Linked DNA regions of Hordeum vulgare: region 2 is linked to region 1. The links are chromatin contacts, called in public Hi-C maps. All regions are on one chromosome and are shown on one strand. Each heading gives the region's core, a stretch centred on a gene start, on an enhancer-like site or on the middle of the called end of the contact. The rest is flanking DNA. Distances are from core to core; before and after follow the strand shown.

Evidence for each region. Hi-C and Micro-C count contacts between places; a contact is called where the count stands out from the background.
Region 2: a contact with region 1 is called in a Hi-C map of seedling, with 4 times the contacts expected there. The contact joins the promoter of LOC123426874 here to the promoter of LOC123426872 in region 1. A contact is called at or near these places in 2 of 6 Hi-C or Micro-C datasets (leaf and seedling).

Annotation. Positions count from the first base shown.
Region 1 is chr2H:504,518,286-504,524,334 of MorexV3_pseudomolecules_assembly, reverse strand. It overlaps LOC123426872 (histone H3.3), which reads right to left and starts at 1,348. Exons shown (of 5, transcript XM_045110771.1): 1 at 1,246-1,348.
Region 2 is chr2H:504,709,828-504,716,086 of MorexV3_pseudomolecules_assembly, reverse strand. LOC123426874 (WEB family protein At4g27595, chloroplastic-like) reads left to right here and starts at 2,348. Exons shown (of 4, transcript XM_045110774.1): 1 at 2,348-2,553; 2 at 2,740-2,857; 3 at 2,969-4,537; 4 at 4,756-5,159. The coding sequence starts at 2,432. The coding sequence ends at 4,522.

The DNA.
Region 1 (6,049 bases), core at 99-2,598:
GTTGCTCTCAACATCAAACTGAAACAGTAACATAATTACATTTGCACTGACCATATATCATGCCCTATGCAGACTTTAGATACTGGACACGTCAATAAACACTATGAGCTCAAGCAAATTCATTACAACTCTCAGATACCTGCCCTCAGATACCAAATTTTCCAAACAAGAGTTCTCTCCTCAAAAGATATAGCACGCACTACAATAATTCAAAGCGAAATTTATACCACTGTAATACAGATGAGATTACAGATTCAAGGAGCAGATTAACCAACAGAATCAAATATTGCACAACTAACTAACTTGGATAAAACTAACTAGCAAGAATGAGCATCAAATATGCTTATAGTTTATCTTATCACAGGAATGAATTCAGATAAAATAACTCAACACTAGACATTAATCAATTGACACTGCCGCATTTGCTATCTTTTCAAAATGGCTATGCAACTGCTTCCATGTATCAATGCACACAATTCACTTCCACTATCAGAGTAATTAAGTACAGTAGACTATCATGATCCTATCATACCCAGATAGCAACCTGCCATATGTGAGGTTGCTCACAACATCAAGCTCAGAACAGTATCATAATAACATTTGCGTTGACCGCAGATCATGCTGGATGCAGACTTCCGATACTGCATATGTCAATGAACACTATGAACTCATGCCGATTTGTTCCAACCCTTACAGTCCTAAAAGAAACTACCAACCCACAGATACCAATTCTCCAAACAAGAGTTTCAACAACTCAAAAGATATAGCACGCACCACAATAATACGAAGCAGAATTTATACAACTGTAACAAACATGAGTACGTATTTGAGGTGCCAGCAGATTAGCCGACAGAAATCAAATATTGCACAGCTAACGAACTTGGGTACAACAACGGTGTACAAGAATCTACAGATCTGCGGAAATTCTTTTGATGGCTAAGACGCGAAACCATATATCGTCAAATCATGCGATTCGAACTCGAACTACATCAATCGGTCCGCTATCAAACAACAAAACAACGCCCAAAAGCATGGTAAGACCCGAAAGCATCGGTCGAAACAATAGAATCTGTAACCACGCCCAAACCCTAACCGCGCCTAAAAGTTCAAATCCGCGCCATGTTCATCACGAATCAACCGCCCCAGAGAGATTAACGCGGACAGGTCATCAACCACGGCGGGGAACGCAGGAATTAAGCTACCGAACCGACGCCGAATCGAAGAGGGCAAGGGGGAGAGGGTTACCTCGCGCGCTTCGGAAACCCCAAATTCGCCGAGAGGGGGAGGTTGCAGCTTTCAGGAGACTCGGAGAGCGGCTGTTGAGTAGTGATTTTTTTTTTCCCTTTCAGAGGATGAGGTGGGTTTTATACTCGGGAGCGGCCAGCCAGCCATGTCTCGGTCAGAGCGGACGACCTGGATGTCATGTTTTTGTGCTTGGCCTCGAGCGATCGGACGGCAGAGGCCAGCAGTTGGGCGGTGCCACGGATCGCGGTTGCTGCGCGCTGCGCTCCTATTGGCTAGGATAGGGAGGATGCGGATCGGGGATTAGTGTGCGGTGGTTCGACTGGTGGTCGTATACGGGTGTGTTTTTTCCATAGTATATGTACGAAAAATTGGCAGCCTCTCGTAGGTCGGACAAGTTGATGCGGCATACAGATCGCTGTGAGATCTCACAACATTGTAAGGGTCTATTTTTTTTAGCTTTTTTTGGCTTATAGAATAAGCTGCCCTTATCCAGCTTATTCTAGAAGCTCAACTAAAAATATATTTTTTAAAAGCCTATTAGTACAGTCTTAATTAGTAGGCTTCTAAATAAATAAATTTGGTTGGGCTTCTACAATAAGCTAGGTAGGGGGCAGCTTATTTCAGCTTATTCTAAAAGCTAGCAAAAAAGTGGGCCTAAGAGTAATTCGAACCGGTCGACCTAAACGGACACGTGTTTTGTCCGTATTTTGTTTGTTGAGTTGGGCCGACAGACATTTATATCCGGTTTTGTAATTGGATCGGCATTTGCATTCAATCCGTCAATGACTCATTTTTAGGGAGCGCAAAAAAACACAATAATTATTTTCAAGAAAGAAATTTTGTCGGCCTGAAAAGCGAGAAGGCGCACTTTTCTAGGTGTCTTCCTCATCATCGTCGTCGGAGCCGGTGAGGTCGACGAGCGTCGGCGTCGGGCCAGCGGAGTAGAAGGTCCTCTCGCATGCGGCGACGACTTCGTTTGTCGGTGGCTGCACCGATGCTAGTTGGGCAGTACATCGCTCCTCCTCCTCAGCTTCGGCCTCGCGTTCCATCCACTCGATCCGTCGGTCCTCTGTGTGCTCCTTCGTCAGTCGTCGCTCCCGCCGATGCATTGGCCCGCGTTGGACGGTCGTCGTTAATAAAGACAATGTTGGTTTTGACCAGATGTCACACGTGGACGGACGCAAACATGAGAAGGCGGACGCCGCGTATGCTTGAGTCCATGCCGACGCAATTCAGTCCTAAATTTGGGTCTGAAATGGGTTGGCACGAACGGGAAGCGGATGCGTTTCGAAAATGGGTCGGCGCGTTGGCCCTTCACTTTTACCTGTGACGACCCAAATGGACTGTGACAAATGAAGTGGGTCATCCGGTTAGAATTGCTCTAATCTCATAGAAACAAGAAAAGTACAAAAAGTAGATGACATGCATCTCAATTTATACAGTAGAAAGACATGTCATTTGATGTATAGGGTAAGATATTTTTATTAAGTCTAGGCAAATATATTTTTTTTAAATGTCAAGGATTGGTTCATATCCTACATAGGAATAGAAATTCATTTCTACAAACCAAGAGGCTATGTACGAATTTTTACTTTTAAAACCCTATCCTATAAAATTCCTACAAGTTTACTACTCCCTCCGCCTCATAATATAAGAACGTTTTCATTGTTAAAAACGTTCTTATATTATGAGACTGAGAGATTACAAATCAAAGAAGGTTGTAATTTTTTAAGATATCTTCAACTCCGACTCTCAAATCGCCTCGATACATTGGGACTGCAAAGTACATTCAACGCGGGATTGTATCGATCCATCAAGTGTTTTGTGTGTGCTTTCTTCCAAACCGGAGACAAACATAGGGTTTTGCGGGTGTCCGGACAACACCTACCCCACTTCGGACCATCTTGGTCCATCCAAAATCCCCCTCCCTTGCCGGAGCGTGTTTTCTTCCTATGCTAGTTGCCTGCACTCATGTCGTTGTAGAGCGATCGTTTTACATTAATGTCGGTCCAAAGCGAATGCAACCTCCCACTGGCTCCGCCACTGAAGCGGCACGCCGACCGAGGGTGTCGCCCGCTGCACGCCAAGCTAAGCACACCTCATCGTCTCATTCAGATGACGCCTACATTGACCCCACACATGTGCCGATAAACCTACTTCGGGCACATGTCCATACGTGAGTCGAATGGCATTAAAGACAACATGGGGTATGCTCCTCGTGTCTGCTCACTATTTCAAAAATGAGAATGCTATATCGATGAGGACCACGAGTAAGAGGTCATTATGGAGACCTTGGAGGTAGAAGTATCAGTGACTCCCATGGAAAATTATTATGAGTGAGTAAAAGAATTGCCCTTTTCGATTAGAAAGGCACAACTTGAGTACCTAAGCAAAGAACATATAGCGAGGAGGAAGAAAAGGCTACATGCAATATCTAGGTAGAGACCCGAAAAAGGAGGAAAAAATGAGAAGCCCATTGAAACAATGGATAAACACGTAACATGTTTTTTTAAACGTTGCATCAAGGCAGCCCGCGCTAGTAAGCTGGTAGTGCCTTGTTAATTTGGTAGCACATCTTGTTATGGGATTTGTGATATGTGCTCCTCTATTTAATGTAATACCTTATACCTTTTATCCTAAACTTCATGATGAGTTTTATGCTTGTGATGTACAACCTACACACATGGAGATAAAACTAGCAGGTGGTACTGATAACACACAAGTATAGGGAATCGTTTGTATCCTTTTCCAATAAGTAAGAGTGTCGAACTCAACAAGGAGCTAAAGGTAGAATTAATATTTCCTCAAGTTCTATCGACCACCGTTACAACTTTATGCACAACAATGTTTGTTATACCTAGTACAAGAAATAAACTACTTTCTGGGATAAAACTAGAAGTACTTTGTATGTGTAGTAAGATAGTTTTGCAAGATAATAAACAACATGAAAATAAAAGTTGTGTGATGTTTTAATAGAAGAACAATAAAGTAAACATAACAAGTGTGGGAAAGTGGTGGTAGGATTTGTGAAATTGTTCCTAAGCAATTGGCTAATTCACTAGATAGATATCAAGTGTTTATGTGGGAGAGGCAGATGCTAGAATGGCATCCCTTACTTGGAATTCTATGCCCTTATGAATGGAACTATTAGCAAGCATCCATAACTACTAACGTTCATTAAGATAAAACCTAACCATAGCATTAAGCTATACTTATCCCCCTTCAATCCCATATGAATCAATTTCTATGTTATCAAGAAGCTTCTGACACTCTTGTCCTCCAATGCATAGTCATATCAACATACAACTAACCCTATGGTGTGATCCACGTGCGGTGTCATATGATGGGCACCAAAGGACAGCAACATAACCACAAGCAAATTAAACCAATCATAGTAATTCACCAACCACACAGAGAACAAGAAAAAATATACTCAAACATCATAGGATGGTAACACATCATTGGAAAATAATTTGAAGCATAATGCACCATGTTCAAGTACGGGGTACAATGGTTTGCAGGAGAGTGGTCCGCTAAAAATAGATGCAGGAGGGTGATGGCGGTGTTTATGAAAATGACGGATTTATTGGAGTAGATTGACGTCACATGATGAATGCCCCGGCGATGTTCCCAGAAAAAATTAGGGCGTCCACGAAACCACTTTTCCGCCGCCGCAAGCTTCCGTTTCCGCGAGATCTCATCTGGACCCTTCCCGGTGCCCTGTCGGAGGGGACTTTGGAGCTGGAGGGCTTCTACATCAACATCATTGCCTCTCCAATGACTCGTGAGTAGTCTACTCCAGACCTACGGGTCCGTAGTTAGTAGCTAGATGGCTTCTTCTCTCTCTTGGATCTTCAATACAAAGTTCTCCATGATCTTCATGGAGATCTATCCGATGTAATCCTCTTTGGCGGTGTGTTTGTCGAGATCCGATGAATTGTGGATTTGTGATCAGATTATCTATGAATTATATTTGAGTCTTTGCTGATTTTTTATATGCATGATTTGATATCCTTGTAAGTCTCTCCGAATCTTGGGTTTTGTTTGGCCAACTAGATCTATGATTCTTGCAATGGGAGAAGTGCTTGGTTTTGGGTTCATACCGTGCGGTGACCTTTCCCAGTGACAGAAGGGGCAGCAAGGCACGCATCATGTTGTTGCCATCAAGGGTAACAAGATGGGCTTTCATCATAGATTTGAGATTGTCCATCTACATCATGTCATCTTGCTTAAGGCATTACTCTGTTCTTATGAACTCAATACACTAGATGCATGCTGGATAGCGGTCGACGTGTGGAGTAATAGTAGTAGATGCAGAAAGTATCGGTCTACTTGTTTTGGACGTGATGCCTATATGTATGATCATTGCCATAGATAACGTCATGACTTTGCGCGGTTCTATGAATTGCTCGACAGTAATTCGTTCACCCACCGTCTACTTGCTTTCATGAGAGAAGCCACTAGTGAACACTACGGCCCCCGGGTCTACTCACAATTATCATCTCCGCTTTTACTTTCACTTTGCTTTGTTTACTTTTTGCTTTCAGTTCTCACTTTGCAAACAATCTATAAGGGATTGACAACCCCTTCATAGCGTTGGGTGCAAGCTCTTTGTGTTTGTGCACGCACTTGTGACTTGACGCGATCCTCCTACTGGATTGATACCTTGGTTCTCACACTGAGGGAAATACTTACCGCCGTTGTGCTACATCACCCTTTCCTCTTCAAGGAAACACCAACACAAGGCTCCAAGGCCGCGGGGGAATCCTTTGCATATTTGCCAAGGAAATCCCTATAGGCGTAG
Region 2 (6,259 bases), core at 1,099-3,598, 190 kb before region 1:
TCGATTCTGTCTGTAGTTAACTGTTTATCTGTATAACTGTATTCACGTACTCAGGTATATGGCTACACTCACTACTCGCTGCAATTCCTGTAATTTTTTAGCTCATCACTTCAAATTTTTAAGTGATTATGTCGAACTTCATGCAACAACTATGAAAAGAAAAGCAGGGCAAAATACCATTAAGATTAGTGTTTTTTTAAGCCGGTTTCTTCAAGTTCAGTCACAAATCCAAGTAGTGTGAATCCAAGTTCAGTTAGTGAAGCGGATCCACGTTGAGTTTCAAATCCAAGCAGTGTGAATCCAAGCAATCTTTGGATATTTTAAATGCCTTGGGTTCTGTTTCTAACACAAAGGTCCTACTTGGTGAGCTAAGAGAACATGGTTGGGAATATCTTTTAGAGGAGGTCAAATCTTTTTGTGTCAAGCATGAGATTGATATCGTAGATTTGGACCGCAAGTATGTTCTTCTACTTTCTAAAATTACTTAACTTATATTAAGTTATATCTTTGTTGATTTTTATCTTGAGAGTTGAGTTGACTTTATAATGAAATTAATAGGTATGTTGATGTTACCAAATCTCGAAATAAGCACGATAATTTACATAGAAAAAAATTTAACAGCTAAGATATCTTTTGATAAAATTGTTAATATTTTTGATGTGATCGGCAATCGTAGAGGCCACTTTAAATTAATAGAAATGTAATGACATTTTTATGTCACTTCAGCAAAACCTTGTCCTATATGATTAATTTTGTACTGAATTTTTTTATTTTGTTGGCTTGCCCTCCTCCATATCTAAATCCTGACTCCGCCACTGAAGATAAACATTGTCATTGGAGGATATTTCCTCTCTCACTAACTTTTGATCACCCAATCGAATAAAGCCTTGGTTGCAGAGAATTTGACAAGGCCTAACACACCGGACAGGAGGGTAGTATGCGGTTATGCATTGATAACTGCTGACAGTGCCAATTTGGTTCTGAATTGTACTCTTGCATTTGTTACTATGAGATGATATCCTTACGCGTTGCTGTGGATTTTTTTTTTTTAAAAGTCACGAAAGTTACTAAAAACATCTATAACTTATGGAAAACGAATGGAAGCTTATAAATGAAAATAAAATAGAAAATGTATAAAAAATGCAGTAAAAAGAATGTTATTTTTAACAAAAAAGTGAATGTAAACTACATATATATTGTACATACGACTAACACATATATTAACTTAAAAGTAACATGCATGAATTAATGATATGATACTTGCATGCATAGAATAATAAAAAAATGATGTAATTTATGACTTACATGCGTGGATTACTTATGTGAATATACGGTAGTTGCATGTATAGAAAAAATAGATAGTGGGTTGTAATTTTTTACAAATAGAAGATTCCGGCACATTTCACACAGCGATCAATTTTTTCATCATGGTTGACGCTGTGATCCTTGTCCCTCCATACCTACTCCTATAAAGGAATCATGACTTTCTCGTTTACTACGGTTGGAAGCTCCTTACCCGAGCTTCACGTCGTTGGTGGCCTCGAAACCCGTCCACAGATTCAGCTCGGATCGAATCAGTCCAAAGTTTACGATTTCACGGCTTCCCACACTGGCAAATACTAGTACTGATATGGTACTGGTACAGGCATCAGTTCACATCAAATTGTTGAAGCCTTGATCTTGAGATGGCATAGCATGTCCTCACCTCCACTCCACCGTTGCCCTTGATCCACCGCCACTGCACAAGAAAAAGCAACGTTTTCAGCTGGGAGTGGGGGTACCAAAGCGACACTGTGCACGGCAGCGAAGATGCTGTAATAACCCCGGAGCTGCGAATTGTTCGCTGACGACGGATGGCCCAACGTGCACAAGGGCTGCAACTGCACGTAGAATTCTCCTGCAGACAAGGTTTGACCCACCAAATCCCACCACTGGAGCAGCAAGCAAAGCAAGACGCGGCTCTGGCCTCACGTGAGACCGGAATTTTGCCCCGCCCCACCAAATCAATCCAGTCAGTCAGTCCGCACGAGTCAGGGCCCGAACAACCCGCACCCATGCACGATGCTTCCTTCGTACAACAACAATCCCCACTACTCGACGCGCCGGTCGGCACGCACCCGGGCATGCATGCATGCCACTGTCACCGCCTTTGGTCCGATCCGTTCCGATGAATTCAAACCCATCCAAAACCTCCACCAATCAGGCCACAAACACCAAGAAGAAGAAAACTTCCGCGGGTTGACCACTCCCCGGCCCCCGCCTGCAAGCGCGCGTCCCACGACCCACGACCGCCATTTGCGGCCCTCGCCCGCGCCACACCACTAAACAAACCCGACAAGAACCCACTCTCTTTCCGTTGCTAACCCATGACCTCACTCCCCCCCTCCCCTAATCTAAACGAAACAGGACTATTAATCGCGCCCGCCCGCACATGTTGCACCGGGGCCATCTTCTAAAATTCAGACGGTTCCACCGCCACTGCCACGGCAATTCTTTTTCCTCGGCAGCCGCGCCGCCCGCGTGCGCGCCCGGGATGCTCTCCTCCAGGCCGAGGTGAGCAGAGCACCGCTGGCCAGTGGCCACTCCACTCGGCGGCCATGCCCGCCCTCGCCCCGCCTCGCCGCCTCAATAAGATCCTTCTTTTGCGCTCTTCTTTTATTGTTTGACCGCCATAGAGTATTTAGTAACGCTCCGCGATGCGATTCGGGTTCCCATGAGCTGTGATTCTCCGCCGTGCAGATCCGGGTCCTTCGAGGCGGGGCTCAGGGCGTCCTCCCTCTCGCTCTCCAAGCCCTCCCCTCGGTTCCACCGCACCCGCTCCACCGCCGGCGCCTCCAAGGCGTCCCCCTCCCCGGAGGTACGCGCCAGCCTTACGTTACCTTCCAAGCATTTGCCCATCGCCAGCTATTATATTTCTGCTCTGTTCTTGTTTTAACGGCGCTTCTTGGTTTTACTGTCCGCCCGGCAGAAACGTCGCGGCGTCACCGGCGGCGGAGGCGCGATGCCGACGCCGACGCCGGCGCAGCAGCTGGAGGAGGGGCTCACGAAGGAGCGGGGTGACAAGGGTCGGGCGGTGCGGCTTGAGGAGGAGCTGAGGAGCGAGCGGGAGGACAAGGATCGGGTGGTGCGGCTTGAGGAGGAGCTGAGGAGCGAGCGGGAGGACAAGGCGCGGGCGGTGCGGGAGCTCGACGAGCATAGGAGGAGCGATGGCGGCGGCGCGGAGAAGGCGCAGCTTTTGGAGCGGGAGGTGGAGAGGGCCAAGGAGTCGGAGCGCAAGATGCTGGAGTCGCTCATATACCAGACCAAGCAGCTGGAGCAGACCAAGATCAGCCTCGAGGAGGCCAAGCTGGAGATGGCCACGCTGCAGCAGAGCAACCGGAGCCTCGAGGCCCGGCGCGGCGTCATGGACCAGCGGAGCGTCAAGGACCTCGTGTTCGGCGGCGCCGACGAGGAGATCAGGGCGCTGCGCGGCGAGCTCCGGACGGCCATGCAGGGGGAGGAGAAGAGCCGCAAGGCGCTGGACGACCTGTCCCTCGCGCTCTCCGACGTCACCATGGAGGCCAAGCAGGTCAAGCGCTGGCTCTCCGACACGCAGGCGGAGCTTGAGGCCGCCAATGCCGAGGCCGCGCGGCTGCGCGGGGAGCTGGCCGCCGCCGAGACCCGGCTGCGGGAGCAGCACCGGTGCAGGCTCGAGGCCGAGGAGTCGGCGGCCGCGTGGGGCGACAAGGAGCGCGTGTTCCTCGAGTGCGTGCGCGCGGCCGAGGAGGAGGTGAACCTGGCGCGCCAGGAGAACACCAAGCTTGTGGAGTCGCAGCGCGTGATCCGCGACGAGAACGCCCGCCTCCGCGACATCCTCAAGCAGGCCGTCGGCGAGGCCAACGCCGTCAAGGAGTCGCTGGAGCTCGCCCGGGTCGAGAACGCGCGGCTCAACGGCGTGGTCGCCGACAAGGAGAGCGCGCTGCAGAGCCTCCGGCAGGAGTACGAGTGCATCAAGGTCAGCGAGGCCGCCGCGCAGGGCAGCCTCAACGAGCTCAACAGCCTGCTCGCCGCCACGACGACGACGACGTGCAGCACGCCCGCGCCCGTGGCGCCGGAGTGCGGCTTCGACCAGCAGCACCTGCCGAACGGGCTCCTCGTCGCCAGCGCCAAGGGGACGCCGGAGACGGCGTCGCGGCGATGGATGGCGGAGAAGCCCAGGACGCCGAGCGGCCGGAGCTACTCGATCGGCGAGCCGGGCAAGTTCAAGGGCGTGGGCTACTCGCAGTCGGCGAGGATGGGGAACCTCAACCCCAAGGACCGGATGTTCGCGTCGCTCAGCAACATGGCCGACCTCAAGTCCGCCGCGGCGGACGCGGCCATGGACGACTACGACGACGAGTTCGACCACATCGACGAGAGCCACTACGTGGACATGGACCACCCCATGAACGGCAAGAAGAAGAGGCCGATCCTTCGCAAGTTCGGGGATCTCTTCCGGAGGAAAAGCTTCTACAAGGCGAATTTGGCGCCGGTGCACACTTGAATTTGATCACCCCATGTAATGTAATGTAATGTAATGCATCTAGTTTTGATTTGTTCATCTAAATACTACTTACACGACTAATGAGATATTCTTGCATCTAAGTATCTAACTGTTTCTCTCCTTTTGCGTCGAAATTTCGAATGGTTTGTAGAGTCGCTGTCACTTGTCAGACCTACACTTTTTTGGCTAAAAGATGAACGTATTGACATTTCTCGTGTCTGATGTACATGCAGGTTGAAAAGATGGCATTTGAAGGGGACACGGTGATGCCATTAGTACAAGATGCAGCCCCTGGCAAGTCTTGACGTGTGTAGTTTTTTTTTCCTTTTACACGTGAGTTTCTAGAAGCACCAAGGAAAGTCAAATCTCGCCATTTGTCAGTGGTTTAGTGCAGGCAAGTCAAATCTCGCCATTTGTCAGTGGATTAGGGCAGGTGCTGTTAACGGTAATAGTGGTCGTTGATCAGAAGAGGAATGGCCACCGGAATATGAATACATGATCGGAGCCTTCCTTCCACGTGACAGGCATAGCTCTGGGCAGCATTTTGCGAATTTTGGCACCATTGTTTTGCCTCGGTTTGCATGTAATGTCAACAGAATGGACGCATACCAGAAAAGGTCTCGGCTCATACGTAGTAGGAGTACTTGAGTACTCTTACTAGTCCAGCTTCTGAATTGTCGCTTCTTTTGATCTTCATTCTTCTCTCTGACTTGACTTTATCCTGGATTCACTCATGCGGTAGCCTCGTACCATTTCAGACCAAACGGCAAGCAAAAATCTGGACGTGCAAAGTGGCATGCTTTGCTGGTTCGCCAGCTCGACCTTTTAGTTCGTCACAAGTTACCCATCCCTTCTTTGGAGTTTGAAATTTTGGTTGCGAACATATACAACAGTGGTTTAAAATCGAACCTTCTGAACCAAGCATCATTGTGGTTTAAGATCAACTCATCTGGAAGCACTCGTGACTTCTTTCCATCTGTTGGCAAGGAGTGAAGTCTGATTTAAACCCTGAGAGTGTAAGCCGCGACGTAAATGGACCTCCACCTCTAAATCTCTGAAGTCTGTACCCTAAACACCTCAATCCCGGTCTGATTTAAACCTTGCTGGCATATCCAAACGAGGAAAGGTCGATTTGGTGGGATTTCTTCCATCCTGGCTCCTGTTGGTGGGTCCGACGCAACCTCTCCATTTGGTTGAGCCGGACCATCTCGATTTCCGTACTCTCCATTCGCCCCCTTCCTCCCCCTTCTCCCCCCGCGACGCATCAACTACTTCACCTATCCATGGCGGAGAGGACGACCATGGCGTGATCGTGGCTTAGGACGGCGTCGTAATCCGTAGCAAAGAAAAAGGTGCGCCCAGTTCTTCTCCTCTGTCAAGTAGCTTTTTTTTTGTTCTTCGATTGGCTAGGGTTAGGGTTTTAACAGGGGAAAGTTCAGTTTTTGGGGGGCTCAAATCGGTTGATTACTGGTGTTTGTAGTGTTATGATCACACCAAAACACTAAGAATGAATGGTTTTTGCAATGTAGGTTTTCGTTTAGGAAACATGGACCGAGCCGAATTGTTGAATGTCAGATTTCATACAGGGGGACAGTTTGTGAGAATTGGGCCTAATCTGGATTATGTTGGTGGAGATGAGGCAATGTTAGTCATTGAGAGGGACAAACTCTCTTTTCCTGAAGTCAAAGGCTTTCTTGCAGATCATGTTGTAGTTAAAGAAAGCATGAAGTTCTATTT